Linked DNA regions of Gossypium hirsutum: region 1 is linked to region 2. Evidence: chromatin contacts called from public Hi-C data. All regions are on one chromosome and are shown on one strand. Each heading gives the region's core, a stretch centred on a gene start, on an enhancer-like site or on the middle of the called end of the contact. The rest is flanking DNA. Distances are from core to core; before and after follow the strand shown.

The links. Hi-C and Micro-C count contacts between places; a contact is called where the count stands out from the background.
Region 1: a contact with region 2 is called in a Hi-C map of leaf, with 2.8 times the contacts expected there. The contact joins the enhancer-like site here to the promoter of LOC107909789 in region 2. A contact is called at or near these places in 24 of 34 Hi-C or Micro-C datasets (anther, callus, cotyledon and 5 more).

The regions. Positions count from the first base shown.
Region 1 is chrA11:9,579,460-9,584,322 of Gossypium_hirsutum_v2.1, reverse strand. It overlaps LOC107909792 (a long non-coding RNA gene), which reads left to right. Exons shown (of 5, transcript XR_005904820.1): 5 at 500-3,849. Among protein-coding and RNA genes, the nearest start is that of LOC107909792, 5.1 kb to the left of the region's middle. Within about 2 kb of position 3,597, at least 9 of the 9 cell types and tissues checked have an H3K27ac peak or open chromatin away from gene starts, as enhancers often do. A contact at or near this core is called in cotyledon, fibers, leaf and 1 more, where this site is marked.
Region 2 is chrA11:9,532,968-9,537,720 of Gossypium_hirsutum_v2.1, reverse strand. It overlaps LOC107909789 (protein ENHANCED DISEASE RESISTANCE 4), which reads right to left and starts at 1,837. Exons shown (of 5, transcript XM_016837442.2): 1 at 858-1,837; 2 at 1-229. The coding sequence starts at 972.

The sequences.
Region 1 (4,863 bases), core at 2,348-4,847, 45 kb before region 2:
ATATTCTTTTAACGAACACAAAGCCTTCAATGTACACCAGTGTATACCCTTTCTGTCTTTATTTTTCCTCCACTAAAATTTCGCAATTATGCCCTCCAAATCGGCACATAACGACTTAGGAAGCAAGAAACATGCCATTGAGTAAGTAGGAATAGATTGTAGAACCGTTTTGATAAAAACTTCTTTGCCACCTTGAGAAAGATGCTTTATGCTCCAATTATCAATCCGTTTCTGTAGTCTATCTTTCAAATTTTGAAAAGACGCTTTTTTATTTCTACCTACTAAATTAGGTAGACCTAGATACCTTTTCAGATCAGTTGAACTGCGTACTTCTAGCACTCTAGTTACTACTCTTTTGATCTCCTCCTGCGTATTCGTGCTGAAAAAAATAGTAGATTTTGAATAATTGATATTTTGCCCTGAGCACTTTTCATATTCATGTAAAATCTGCTTTAATGAACCTGCGCCTCTTTCAGTAGCTTCCCCAAATAAAATGCAGGCGTCAGCAAACAGTAGATGAGAAATTTGCAGACCGCTCCTACTTGCCTTGGCTCCTCTAATCAGATTTCTTTGCATTGCCAGCTTCATAAGACTTGATAAACTCTCCCCACAAAACAAAAATAAAAAAGGGCTTAAAGGGTCTCCCTGGCGTAGTCCTCTTTATGGGAAAAAAAATTTCACCGATATAACCATTTAATCCCACCGAGTATGATACTGTTTTGACACATTTCATTAGCGAAGCAACCCAATCTGAATCAAATCCCAATTTCTTCTTTACCGTTTCCACAAAGGACCACTCAACCCTATCGTACGCTTTGCTCATATCAAGTTTCACCGCCATAAACCCCTTCTTTCCCGCCCTCTTATACTTTAAAGTATGGAGAAGTTCATAGGCCGGCAACACATTATCAGAAATTAATCTCCCAGGTACAAAAGCAGTTTGCGCCAAATTAATACATTTATCCATCACAGTTCGTAGACGGTTAGCAATAACTTTAGCCATCACTTTATAAAGCACATTGCACAAACTGATTGGCCTAAATTGAGAAATATTCGAGGGGTTTGATATTTTCGGTATTAGTACAATATTAGTTTTGTTGATATTGCTAACGTTCATACCTCTATTCAGTTGGCTCTATTCAGTTGGCTAAGGCAAAAAGATATAATATCTGCACCAATAATTGGCCAACATTTTTGGTAAAATAATGCTGGAAAACCATATTCTCCTGGGGCTTTTGTGGGGCCCATTTCTACTAAAGCCTTGCGATCTCCTCTTCTGTGTATCTCACTTCAAGCTTAAAATTATCTTCGTCAGAAATGCAACGATCAGTTCTTGATAAAATATAATCATAATTACCCCTTCTATCTGCTGAGAATAATTGTTGAAAATATAATTGGCTATCCCTTCCATGTTTTCTAAATCGTTCATTTCTCTCACATCCTCATACTGCATTTTCTGAATAAAATTCCTCTATCTTCTCTGTGTTTCCTGTTTGTGGAAGAAAGTTGTATTCTTATCCCCTAATTTCAACCAATTTACTCGTGCCCTTTGTTCCCAATATCGCTTGTCTTTTTCAATCTCCAGATTGAGATGAATTTTTGTATCGATGAGCTCCTCCTATATTTCATCATTCCTCTCGGATTCCAACAATTTAGCCAGTTTGGCATTTAACTCTGCCTTCTTTCCGTTTCTACTATTTCAAATCTGGTCAGTCTATCTCTTGAGACCCGCGTTAACTCTATCCAGTTTGTTCAATAAATCACCTTCAGACATCTCCCAAATATTTCTAACTTCAGTAAAAAAGATTCTTCTAAAACCCACCATGCTTCAAATTTGAAGTGATTTTGAGTGCGCTGCATAACATCGCTTTTCGTGGTAATGAGTAGTGGACAATGGTTTGAGAAAGAGTGAGGAAGATGCTGGACTTGAAAATCAGGGAACAAAGAAAACCAATCTGTATTTGCTACTCCCCGATCCAAACGTTCTTGGATATTCGTTTCTGGTAGTTTCTTCTCTCCCAAGTAAACCAATTTCCACTGAATCCCAAATCCATCAAATTGCAATCCTTCAACACTGTATGAAAAGCTTTCATTCTCTCCTCCTCTCGTGGCATACCTCTTTTCTTTTCAAAACCATACATTATTTCATTAAAATGTCCACACACCACCCATGGGATCTCTCCATCATTGCCTAATTGCCGCAAAAGGTTCCATGCTTCATCTCTACCTTCTAAATAAGGAGATCCATAAAAACCTGTAAACCTTCATTTGATTCTTTCGCCTTCGTCTTCTATTATCACATCAATATGTCTTTTCGAGAAACTTTGCAGCCTAACGTTACTGTCCCCCCTCCAAGCCAAACCTAATCCACCTCTAGATCCATTTGAATCAACTTCAATGCCATTAAAAAAACCACAGCTTCTTCGAGCTCGTTCCATTTGACACCTATCGAGTTTTTTCTCCATAAAGAAGACCATTTGGGGATTGTATAACTTCAGTGAGTACCAAAGTCTACGAATTGTCCATGGATTTCCCAAGCCACGGACATTCCAACTTAAGATTTTCATTGCGCCTGGTCGGCTTGCCCCTTGGCAGTCGCCGATATTAAGTGATTAATTTCCCCTCCTCTTCTATTTCTTATTGCCAAGGTATTAAACTCTTCCTTAGCCGATAAATCTTCAATCTCCCCCTACCTCTCTTTTTTCTTCCTCCTCTATTAACACGTCATCTTTAAGATCATGTTCTATTAAAGTATGGAATTGACCAGCACTTGAATTTCCCCCTTCTTTCCATACGGTAGATAATCTCCCTTCCAAATTAACACCCAGTATTGGATCTAGCTTTCCTTTATATCCTAGAATTTGTCTTCCCTCCCTGTTGTCACCCCATTCTCCCTCTCCTTCTTCTCGAAGCCAAACACTAATCATCGTTAGAGCTCTACGAGATTGTGCTCGTAATGATAAGTCCCATCCCATCTCAGCAACTTCCACCCTTAAAGCTATTTTTGCTTCACAAAAAGAATCACTATGACCTAATTGACCACAGTAAAAGCAAAACAATGATAATCTCTCATATTTGAATCTAACATATGAACAGCTCCCGTAAAACATAATCTGTTTCTTCCTTTTCAAAGGACGTCGTACATCAATTTGGACTGTAACTCTCATAAAATTCTTGTTTTCCTTCCCTAGATTAGAGCCATTAGATTAGAGCCATCATATTCCATGTAAGTACCTATAAAGTTTTCCAATTGTATTGCCAGATTTTCAGAAAAAAACCCTATAGGAACAGCATGAATTTGTACCCAGAAATGTGCATAAATTAATGGAACTTTGGATGGGTTCTCCCCCCATTGCAGTTTATGTAACAACAATAAATGATTATTAAAGGTCCATGGTGACCCTTTTATAACCCTCTCCATATCCATAACCTGATAAAATTGAAACAGATACCTTTTTTCCCTCAGATATCGGACTTGAACCCCTTTTACTGGGTGCCATAAATTCGCCATGGTACTCTTCATTTCTGGAAAGTGTATAATGCTAGCCGTTAAAAAACAGCCCCCTAATTGATAAGCCCCCACTTCCTTTTTCTGGATTCGGTTCGATTTGCACTTGAAGAATTGCTTCCTCCTCTTCATTGATAGTGAGACCAGCGAATTCTGATTCCATAATGTTGATCGAAATTCAACTATGTGTATTAATTTGGTAAAAGAATGAAGAAAAATTATCGAATTATCACTGCAAACAAGCAAACAAAAAACCTAAAAAATAAAACCCTAAACCTGGCAGAGAGAGCAGACAAAGATGTGCTAGTAAAGCAGACCTACGTTAATTTTTTTAATCCTTTGATAAATGAGAAACTTTATATTTTTATGCCTTCTAAAAATTTATTATTTAATTTAATTCCTTTTAAAAATAATTTAACTCTAATACCTCAAAATTTTATAATTTTATGTCCCTTCTACTAAAATTTCTAACTTCGTTACTATAAAAAAGTTAATATATATTTTGCATGTTTAACTTGTTCATTTGTATTTAATTGGCACTCGAACTTATATTCCATCAACCAAGTTGGTATCTTCGCACTAACACCATTAATTTGTGTTGACATGGCACTACAAGTCAATCCGATGATACTACGTGGCAGTCTCTTAGTATACCAACATGTTGAACATAACTTTAAAAAGATAAAAAAATAAAAATATATAAATAAAAAATATTTTTTTTCACGTCAAGAATAAACTTAGACAAGTGGTTGTCCAGATTCATTTCATATGGAATTTTAGTAATCTTATATTTTATTTTATTTATAAAATATCAGTTTTGGGTTATTTTATTTTAAAATATATAAAAAATAAATTTATAAAAAAATATAGACAATTAAAAATGTATAAAAAGTCTATAATATTTTGAAAAAAATATAAAAAATTATAAAAAAAGAATATATAAATACATAAAAGAACTAAAAAGCATAATTAAGATGAATTTGAATAAATAATTTTTCAGATACATTTGAATTTGGATAACCATCTGTTTAGGTTCATTGTTGATGTAAAAATTATTCAATATTTTTTTATTATTTTATATATTTTTAATTTCACAATAATAAAAATAACCTAATATTTTGTAAAAAATGAAATATATAAAATTACTAAAAACATATTTAAAACAATCAGTTATTGGAGTTTATTGTTGATGTGAAAAATTTTATTTTTTATTAATTTATATATTTTTAAAGATTTTTTTGATTTATGTTTAAATATGATATATTGAGAGGCTGCAATGTGATGGTACTGGGTTGACTAACAATACCACTTCAGCACAATTAACTCTATTAATATAAAAGTACAAATTTAATTGA
Region 2 (4,753 bases), core at 588-3,087:
ACCTTTGATTCACTCCTACTTCTATCACTGCACTCAACATCATTATTCTCTGGATCCCTTTGATCACACGTCAAAAACCCAGCACTTGATTTAACATCTGCATCAGAGGCATCACTTGAGTCTACTATTCCCTTCTCGGAGGAAGTTTGGGATTTGGTAGAAACTCTGCCAAGACTGTCTTCTTTCGACTTGTCCAAGAAAGTATCTGCTTCATGATTCCTAAGTTTAGCTGTTAAGCAAATAACATTACACTATTAAAACAAGAAAAAACTACAAATTTCATGGAAGATCAACACTAAAAAGTTCAGAAAACAACAAGAAACCGAAATCAAAGCCTTAAATGGTTTTATTATTTTGATCTCAACAAAAATACTCCATAGAATATACTTTTATGACCATATCAGATTCTGACTATTGAAAAGAGGAGGCTGAAGCGCACTCGATTCTTTTATTGCCTTAGAAAAATGGCAAGCTTACTCATCAATCGGATTGAGGGCATTATAGAACCAATAAAATGAAAAGAACAAAAAAAAAGAAGAAGCAAAACCCCAATAAAATGAAAACCAAGCAATACCCAACTTCGAGTTTTCACAGAATGCACCATGCCCATTGTTGGTAAATACAAAACAACTATCATTAGCATTCTAATAAGATTCCAGAGTCATAAACAGCACACATGATCCACACCTCAACTATACCTTACCTTTCAATTTAACCAATGGGTTCAAGTTTGAACATTTACAGGAAGCTTATTAACATGGATCCAGGATCCAGGATCCAAAATCGATTTTCTGTCTCGTCTTCACCAACCAAACAAACAACTAGGAAAAAAGAAAGAGAGGAGAAAGCAACGGTACCTCGAAGAACAGCACCGCAGCCACCACACTGGTAAACCGAATAATCAGCAAGCTCTGGGAGAAGGTTTTCACACTTTGGACACCGAACCAACCTCACTTTGGTTGACTCGGCCATCTTTTGAATCGTTCAAAGCCTTATGTGCCAAAACAATGCAATACTTCTCTAAAACTTATTTTAAAGAGCTTGAGAATCTCTTGCAACAACTATCATCATCAAACACATTCAATTTAAGGAAAAAAACAACAACTCTTTTTAGCTAAGTTTGGTAATAGGAAATAAGAGAAAACCAAGAGCGGAAGGGAATTGATAAGCTGAATTAAGGTTCTATTTGTTTTGTTTTTAAGCAAGTTTCTCTTGGATTTCTTAGCGACCAAACAGGGAAAGGAAAGTTTGGGGAAGAGAGGTTAAGACAATACAATGAAGGATCCCAGAATTTGTGAGAAACACTCTGAAATTTGCTGTTGAAAGAGAATAGTTAAGTGTGCTCTGAAGCAACCTGAGTTTGTACTCTGCTCAATTTTTGTTCCACTTTGGGTACCGAGAAAGAGAAGAAAAAATACAAGAACTAGAAAAAGACAGAGAGACCCCGAAACCGAGTGTACCCTGGACCGTTTCCCAATGGGTGCAGGTAAAGAAAAAAAAAAGCCATCGAAAAGCCATCGTTTTCTACTTACATACTATTGGCTATTGCAACAAGTACAACCCCTTCAAACATCAACAGCTTCTGGGTCTGGCCTCCACTATGGAATCTCCTCCTTTTTTTCACTTAGTCTTTTTTTCTTAATTTTCTTAATTATTTTTATTATTTTACTGTGTTTAGAACTTTATTCGATCCAATATATTGCTTTTTTTTGGGACCTTAGTGTTGTGACGGGTGAGAGAGAGACAGAGAGAGAGCAAAGCAGAGATTTGGAGGTTGTGAAAAGAAGTGAAAGGCCCCCCCTCTGTTTATATTTGCAAACTTCTCTTCCATTTCTGAGTTCTGACCACCCACATCTTTAAACTTTAATCACTCACTCTGTTTTTTTCTTTCTTTTTATAAATTTATATTTTTTACATTTTGGAAAGTGAATGTATATATGTTTATGTGCCCCACAGCTCACCTAACATGGGATTAGGTCCCACTCTTGCTTATTATTTTACCAATTTTTGTCACATACACGTTGCATGGGTTTTCTCATTACAACACAATCATGGACCAATTTTCAGACCAGTTTTCTAGACCTCCCTGGGATTACATCTAATTTTGTTACTAAAGAATGACTGGTGATGGGTTTCAGGATTCAGATTGGGAATGGGAGAAATATAGGTGCTCGATGATGAAGGGAGATGAAACGTGCATCGAGGAATGAGATAGGGATGGTGAGGTTATTAACTTCTAAATTAGGTTACATTTAAGTCAATCAATAATGAATTGCAAGTGTGATGTTTTAAAATAGTCACCATCCATGCCTACCCCAGCAAGCAAAATAAAATTTAATGAAGAAAACACCTTGAGACTCTGTTCCCCTTTCCTTGTATTCCCTGTATTCTTAAGATTAAAATAATAAGGGTGAAATGTGAAGTTATTTATAAGATAAGCCTGGGAATTTAATTTCAGTAGTTCTCTTCTCGGAATTCCATTGGAACTTGATGATGAAAGCAACCCATCGAAGTGCTGCTGGTGTGGCATTGATCTCACCATTAATGACGCCTTTCTCACTCGCTTTGACTTCACCCTCCCAATGCAGACAATGAGCAAACGAACAACCACTGTCCCTTTATTAATTGTAGTAATAGTAGATAGAAAGAAGAAACCACCCCCCCCCAAAAAAAAAAAAATCAAACATTTGCATATATTTGAGGATGTTGATTTTTATCCAATATTTACTACGCCTACTTGCTTCTAGGTTAAACTTTTGGTTGAAACTTCAACGCTTTGCTTGATTTGATTACTTTCCCACAGGAAAATGATGCAAGTCCAGTCCTCATATTGCATCTAAAATTATTTGGATATTCAAATGGTAAGTGGGAGACTTGAAATTTACTATATGAAGTTTGAAGAAAAGTTGATGGTCAAAAGGGGTTGCTTAATGGTAATAGAATTAGTATTATACAAATTAGTTTGTGGATGAAGACTTCTATTAAGTGTGGGTCATGAAACATAAATAAAACAAAGGGTGAGATTCCCTATATATATAAGTTGGCTTAAATAAAGAGTGTCCCCATAGCTGGCTGTAGATTCTTTCAAGGACTAATTGACTAAATGGGCATGTTCTATTTGGAAGGGAATAAGGGAATGCCAAAAAATGGTCCCAAAAGCTATTCAACTCTTCAAATAGTTGAGTCCCCTATAACTGAATTTCCTGGTCGTTGTTCACCCTTTTAACTAAAAACTTGTAAACTAGTGCTACATCGAATGGCCCAGACCAGGCAATGGGAGGCCCATGCTCAGGAGCTTTAAGGCAACGAAAGACCTAATTTGGAAGCAACTGAAACTGATTAGTGCTATGCATATTAACTCCCAAGACTTGGGTTTTTATGCACATGGCTGGCCTAAAAAACCAGCCTGTTAAATCATTCTCTGACCCAAATCAGGTCTTTTGGGGAAGAATTGTGCTGCATCAGAACCAACTTTGCTTGGTTAATTAACACCAAGAATTAAGAAAAGCAGCATCGATGAACAATAAACATAATTGCCTTTGAATCAATTACATTGTTTTGTATGCTACTTGTTGCAAAGGCAACTGAATCCTGATCTTAACTTTATAGCCTTATCCCTCCTTTGTCCAAACCTTCTTTCCTTCCAACACTTGCTCTCATGAAGTTCACGCGAGCTGCTCCTTAGAGAAGATGATTCCTTGGCTATGGATTTGCTTGTGGGATCTGCAATGCTAACTGGCGTGAAATCAGTGGGATGAGAAATTCCGGTCATTGGCCTCTTCGAACCATCTCAATAAGGCAGTTCTATTAGATGCGGGTCGATCACATGACTGAGTGATACCAAATCATACGAATCATATAAACGGCTGCCACAATCCCACGTAGCAAATGTTGATGAATCTTCATTTTTCCCTTTGGTTTTTATCTTCTTCATTTGAGTTTAAATAAAATTTCTGGGGGATTGTCATATTGGTTTATACATAAATGATTACACGCAGTCATTATAATATTCAACAAATTTGAGATTCGAATCCCAAGCCATCACCTTATTCCCAATCAACTACCCATGAAAAAGAAAAGATAAAAAATAAGGGAAATACTCATAAAAAACTGGGTTTAAACGTAAGCAATTAGAATTACAGCATACCATGTAAAGCAGAATTTGCACTTAAATTAGCAGTAACATGGGATTTCTTCAACCAGGCTATTCCACAATTATTGTTGGGATTTTATCATTTTCTTATTTGGTTTTGAAGTAACAGTTCAAATCCCTTTTTATGGTAGCTACATCGTCATATCACAACAATATATATGGAAAAAAAATGCAAAATAAAAACAACATAAAGTTTTTATATTTTTAATTTTTGTGGTATTCTTATTCACCACCAGCAATGTTCTATTTTCTCCAATTAATAGCTATGTAGTTTTCCATGTCCAGTTTACATTTGGATGAACGTAGGTAGCACCAGCAGCAGAAAAAGAGAAACAGATATGAACCAGAACAGTGAAGAACAACACGCTAGAAAAATATATTAATTTAATACATCAACATGTTAACATATCATATATAATGTCATAAAAGTTTATCAATATTTTTGGTTTAAGACCCTCAATATTGGATTCTAATTAAATTTGAAATTGAATCATGAGAAGTGAAGATGACTAAATAATTTACAAAACTACCCGATAAAATTTTCAGTTTATAAAAAAGTAACCCACCACCACCGATCATACACTTCAAAAATATTAAAAA